Linked DNA regions of Rattus norvegicus: region 2 is linked to region 1. Evidence: chromatin contacts called from public Hi-C data. All regions are on one chromosome and are shown on one strand. Each heading gives the region's core, a stretch centred on a gene start, on an enhancer-like site or on the middle of the called end of the contact. The rest is flanking DNA. Distances are from core to core; before and after follow the strand shown.

Region 1 (3,058 bases), core at 156-2,655:
CTCCTGTTGTCCACCTACAAGTTGAGTGACCACAGGTAGAAGCTGACCCTCCCACCCCTATACAGTCAGTCAGAAATCCTTGATTTGACTTCACATTTTCTTGAGCCCATCTTTCTTCCTCCTCATGTTCACTACCTTGGGGATCTAGCTACTATACAGACAAAATACTCTATCCTTTTGTCAGTAGCTCCTTGGTGTCTAGGGGATTCTTCCAAGATTCTGTTTATCACAGACCAAAATCCACGAATGCTGAGATTCTGTATAAGAAATGGTGCACGCACACACATGCAGAGTCCTGAGATAGATGTTAGATGTCTTTCTCAATTAGTCTCCATCTTATTTTTGAGACAGCATCTCTTGCTATACCTAGAGCTCACTAGCTCAGCTAGACCGGCTCTATGTGTAACAGGTCTATCTCTGCTTCCCTAACACTTGGAGTGTGAGCATTTGCCAGTATGCCTGGTTTCAGCATGAATTGAGCTAGGGTCTCCAGGCTTTTACAGCAGGCACTTTACTCACTGAACCATCTCAATACCTTTGAATTTCCACTTTCTTGACAAATAACAATTGTTGTACAGTCTTTTCTCTCTCTCCTTTCTTCTGTGCTATTTCCCATGTGAATTTTCATTCACCTATAAAGAGTGTTTCTAATTGTTTCTTTGGATGTTGCCCTCACTAATGTAAAAACTTCCCTAAAGACAAAAACCTTGTTTTTGACAATTATGGTGTTGAGTAGTTATGATCAAAGTCCTTGGAAAAAGGGAACAGAAATGTTTTTGAGTTGAAAACCAGCCTGTCCTTCACAATGACAATTCGTTTCAAAAACTTAAAATGCCTTTGACTTCATCTATGTCTTCCCAGACATTGCTGCCTGGCTCATGGTGTTGTCTGCAATAAATAACACAAATAGTAGTATATAAAAGGGAGTCTCAGAAATGGAGAGTGAACGAGCAGAATGTTGAAACTCTAATACAGGGGTCTCTGTGACCAGCATGGCCAGCAGAGTAATGATCTGTGGGAAGGAAGAAAGCAGTTCAGTTCAGTATGATTAAGAACCTTAATGTTGGTTCAAATTTTGGGAGTCTGACCCTGAGTAGCTTACTTTAGGTATATTTAAGCAAAGCACAATTTGGTGAAAACTTCCCAGGTGATAATTAACTCAGTTCAACATTCACAATAAAGCAAACATAAATCTCTTTGAAGAACAAAGTAATTTAAATAAAGATCAAATATTCTACATCAAAACTCTTTGTAGAGTTGACACCTCCATACAGACGGGTTCTCTAGATTGACTGAGAAAAACAAGCTTATGATAAGGGTCCAGTGTAGTCTTACCCACAAAGATCTCACAAAGGTAACCAGGCTATTAATATCTTTTTCCAGGCTTCTGGGTGGATGACAGGCTGTGAACTCCTTTCTTTGAAGGAACAACCCTGTGTATTTAACACTTCAGGTTCCCCTAGTCCTTATCTATAAAGCCCTCCTTGCCTCCCATACTCTAATTAGCAGAATCATGTCCAAAATATAATTCTAATTATTTCAGAGACATCTGAACCTTAAGGAAAATATGCAATGCTCAGTGCTCCATTGGCAACTTTGAGAACTGTTGTGCTCTGACTGTGCATTGACTCAGAATTTATCTATAACCACTGCAGTGAGATATAATTCACAGGCATTTACAACTCGGCAGATTTTTTAGCAGACTCACAATGTTCTATAAACACCATCATAACCTAACTTTAGAACATTTCCATCACCCTTAAAAGAAATCCTAAATCTTTGGCAATCTTCTCTACTTTCTGTCTATAAATTTATCAGTTTCGGAGATTGCATATGATCTATGCTGTGTGGGTTTTTGTGACTTGCACCTTTCAAAGTTCATCTATTTTGAAGCACATTTCAACACTTCACTCACTGTTACTGCCAAATAACATCCATTCTGTGGGCAGGCCACTTTTGCCTTCCTATGCAGTCACTGAGGTAGGATTAGCTGCTGTGAATAATGTATCCATGACCATTTTTGTGCACATGTGGCTTTGTTCTGCAGAATAGGTCTAGAGGTATGTAGGTCACATAGGGTTTCTGTGTTTCCAAATGGATACAGTCATAACCATTTCCAACCAGTGTACATTTGATCAATGCTTCCATACCCTTCCTATTGCTGTGGTGGCATTAAAATTAATTTCATTGTGGTTTTTACAGCTTCAAGAACCTTATGAAAGTTCCCCCAACTAACCCTGAGTTTATGCACTGTCTTCAAGTCTATAGGGAAGTTAAAGATGTTGGTATACCTGGATATGTCAAAAAACAGGATAGAAACGGTTGACATGGATATTTCTGGATGTGAAGCCCTCGAGGACCTCTTACTATCATCCAATATGTTGCAACAGCTGCCGGACTCTATAGGTGAGGATATAACATCTTGTTATGAGTAATTATATCAAGTGTACAGTTTTCGTTTTTGGCAGCATAACTTGTTTACACATGTAGGTAAGATACTTCTAGCCTGACATTAACAAATTAGCAAATTTACCATGAAAGATCATAAAACGTATATTAAGAATACCGTAAAATGAACTGTTAACTTTAACTGCCAAATCTAACTCTAGTAAATTGGTATATCTTAAAATTATCAAATGTCCTGAATTGTGGTATTGTCATGAGAAGTAAGAGTTTAGATTTAGAGTTGTTTGGCGATAGTGGCTGTTTTTATATTGAAATAACTGGTAAATAACACAAAAATGTGTGAATATAAATTAACTTCTTAGCTCCATTGTCTTTAAAAGTCGCATTGTCCTGAATATGTTGTAAGTTGCTTGTAAGTAGAAATAATTGTAAGTATAGCATGAACACTAGGGTTTTTATGAATTTTATGAGTAAAGTTATAAAAGACTGAGTAATGAGTAACTCTTTTGTATGCTTCCTTTTGCTTTTTAGATGTCTCAGGTAGGAGAATAAACATCAATCCACTTAACTTTGAAATGGGGACTTTAACCTATTTGTAGTAGATGTGCCAGGTATTCAGCAACTTGCTAATGTTTCTGGAAGTTAAGTCACA
Region 2 (3,058 bases), core at 361-2,860, 860 kb before region 1:
AAGGACACCACATGATGGCAAGATTGTGAAAGAAGGGGAATGTTCCTCCACTGTTGGTGAATATGCTAACTTGTACAAACAGTCTAAAAATCATTTGGCAGTTTTTCAGAAGATTGGGAATAGTTCTACCTCAAGACCCAGCTATACCACTCTGGGGCATATACCCAAAATATAGTCCACCATACCACAAGGATATTTGTTCCACTATGGGCATGGCAGCTTTATTCATAATAGCCAGAAATTGGAATTAACCATGATGTTTCTCAATGGAAGAATGTGTAAGGAAAATGTGGTACATCTACACAATAGAATACTATAGAGTTATTAAAAACAAAGACATTGTGAATTTCACAAGCAAAAGATGGAACAAGAAAATATTATCCTGAGTGAGGTAACCCAGACCCAAAAGGAGATGCATGATACCTATGCACTTGTAAGTGGATATTAGTTGTAAAGTACAGGATAGTCATACTATAATCATCAGACCTAAAGAAGCCAAGTAACAAGGAGCAACCAAAAAAGGATGATTGAATCTTTCTCAGAAGGGGAAACTAAATAGATTTAGGCCCATGGAAGGATAAAGGGAACTTCTGTGTATGAGTGAACCCTGTGTAGAACAGGGAATGGGAAGGGTGTCAGGGGTAGGGAGAAGATCATATGTAGGGAGAGCAAGAGAGAGAGAAAGGAGTGGTTGTAGTAGAAGTGGGCAATCTTTAGGACATGCAGAGACCTGGGATTGACAGAGGACCCAGAGGATCTATGGGGCAACTCTAGCTAAGGCTCTTATCAATGGGGGATATGGATCCTGATGTGGCCACTCACTGTAGCCAACTAGTGTAGGGATAAGGACAGCAACCCACACACAACACTTTAACCCAAAATGTGTCCTGCCTACAAGATATACAGTGACAATGATAGAGCAGAGACTGAAGGAATGGCCAACCAATGACTGGCCTAAATATAGACATATCCGATGGGCAAGAATGAATCCTCAACACTATTAATGATATTTTGTTATGCTCCCAGACAGGAACCTAGAACCATTGTCTTCTGAGAGGATCTACCCAGCAGCCAATGGAAAGAGCTGCAGAGACTCTCACCAAAACATTAGATGGACCTCTGGGAGTCTTAATGGAAGAGGTGAAAGAAGTATTGAGGGACCCAAAGAGGACAGGAACTCCACAGGAAGACTGACAGCGTCATCTAACATGGAGCGTTGGGGGCTCCCAGAGACTGAATCATCAATTAAAGATCAAGCACAGGCTGGACCTAGGCCCCCTGCACATATGTAGCAGATGAGCACTTGGTCTTCATACAGGGCCTCTAACAACTGTAGCAGGGGCTGTCCCAGAGCTTGTTGCCTGTCTGCCTGTCTGTGGATCCTATGTCCCTAAATGGACTGCCTCGTCTGGCCTCCATGGGAGAGAATTTAGTCGGGGTTGGGTGATATCCAGAATGGCTTCCTTCAAAAGAGAAGGGGAAGGTGGAATGGGAGGAGAACTTACCAGAGGGAATACTAGGAGTAGAGAAAGGACTGGCTGACATTGGATCTCAGTCACTCCTCTCCACCCAGCCCCCTTTCCCCAACACACAGTCCCTTACCCCACCTCCTCTTCCCTTCTCCTCTGAGAAGGAGGAGGACCTCCTGAGTACCAACCAACCACATCAAATCACTGCAGGACATCTTTGTGCCTGACAAAGCAGCCCAGTTGGGGAACTGGATCCACTGGCAGACAAGAGTTCTGTTAGTTCTTAAAACATCAGCTGTTAACACTAGAGGGCCACTTAACCCAGAAGCCCAGTCCTTGGCAGGGAGTTGAGGAGGATGGTATGGAGCAAAGAGAAGAGAAGAGGTAGGGGAGAAAAAGGGAAATCTCTGAAAGTGTAGCAGTGCCTCTGGAAGGCAAAGCCTAGACATGTGGTGGGAGTAGACGAAATGTGGAATTACAAAAAGAATCCCTCCCACGGATGTCTAAAAATGATGCTCCTAGCAGCTTTGGGTATCACAGTTGTGCAGGCAGAAAAGCATTTGATTAGCTCCCTGGCATTATCTCTGGGGTGTGGGTGTATTGGAAATCTACATGCACAGTATTCCTTTCAGATAATTGAGAGGGCATTGTTCTCTACATGCTACAACACAAAGCCAAAATCAGAAGCTTAAAACCAATGTCCCTCTCAAGGGTAAGAACACGGTGCTATGGCAATTTTATGCTTGGCATTTAAGTACAAGATCATGAGATTTAAGGTTAAAACAAAATTTCTGAATGTACCAGAATGAAAAGCACCCATACCCCACCCCTATCTTTCATTTGCTGTACAGTGTTTTTTGGAGAATTGCAGTTAGATCTTTTCCAACTGCACTTTCCAATATGAAGGTAGATAGTTCATTAGACTTAGCTCATTTGGGTTTCTCATAAGTTATAGCATTCTGTGAGGTCTGTTAGGTTTCATGGCAGGGTCCTCAGAAAGAAGAAACATTTTCTAAATGATTTCCATTGTCAAATAAAGGAGCTTTTGCTCAAAATTTGAGGAGACACTCAGGTCACAGGAAAACTGTTCTGTTAGCTGGTGCTCCATCAACTCTGTGATTTTTGACTTATCAATGCTTCCATTTCTCTATCTAATTCATCATCAATAACAACAATTACTTGCCAATCACATGTATATTCCACAGATTTGTTTATTATTTGCATTTCAATTGACTATTAGTGACTGTTAAATGTTGGTTTGGGGGCTGGAGAGATGGCTCAGCGATTAAGAGCATTGATTGCTCTTTCAGAGTTCCTGAGTTCAATTCCCAGCAACTACATGGTGGCTCACAACCATCTGTAATGGAATCCTATGCCCTCTTCTAGTTTGTGTCTAAAGACAGTTACAATGTACTCATATAAATACAAATAAATAATTAAAAAAGTTGGTTTGGAAACAGGGAATATGAGGTCATATATCAGTTATTAGTAATTTAAGAATTGCCAAATTTTGATGTAAAAGACAAGATAATAAATATCTCAGATTTTACAAGCTATATAAGTCTCTATTGAAGCTGCTTGATTCTTCA

The links. Hi-C and Micro-C count contacts between places; a contact is called where the count stands out from the background.
Region 2: a Hi-C map of the A7r5 cell line shows a contact between it and region 1, with 2.3 times the contacts expected there. The contact joins two enhancer-like sites. A contact is called at or near these places in 2 of 12 Hi-C or Micro-C datasets (the A7r5 cell line and frontal cortex).

The regions. Positions count from the first base shown.
Region 1 is chr2:249,911,353-249,914,410 of GRCr8, reverse strand. It overlaps Lrrc7 (leucine rich repeat containing 7), which reads left to right. Exons shown (of 27, transcript NM_057142.2): 11 at 2,262-2,406. Among named protein-coding and RNA genes, the nearest start is that of Trnaa-agc26, 13 kb to the right of the region's middle. Within about 2 kb of position 1,405, at least 2 of the 93 cell types and tissues checked have an H3K27ac peak or open chromatin away from gene starts, as enhancers often do.
Region 2 is chr2:250,766,798-250,769,855 of GRCr8, reverse strand. No RefSeq gene overlaps it. Among named protein-coding and RNA genes, the nearest start is that of Lrrc7, 470 kb to the right of the region's middle. Within about 2 kb of position 1,610, at least 19 of the 93 cell types and tissues checked have an H3K27ac peak or open chromatin away from gene starts, as enhancers often do.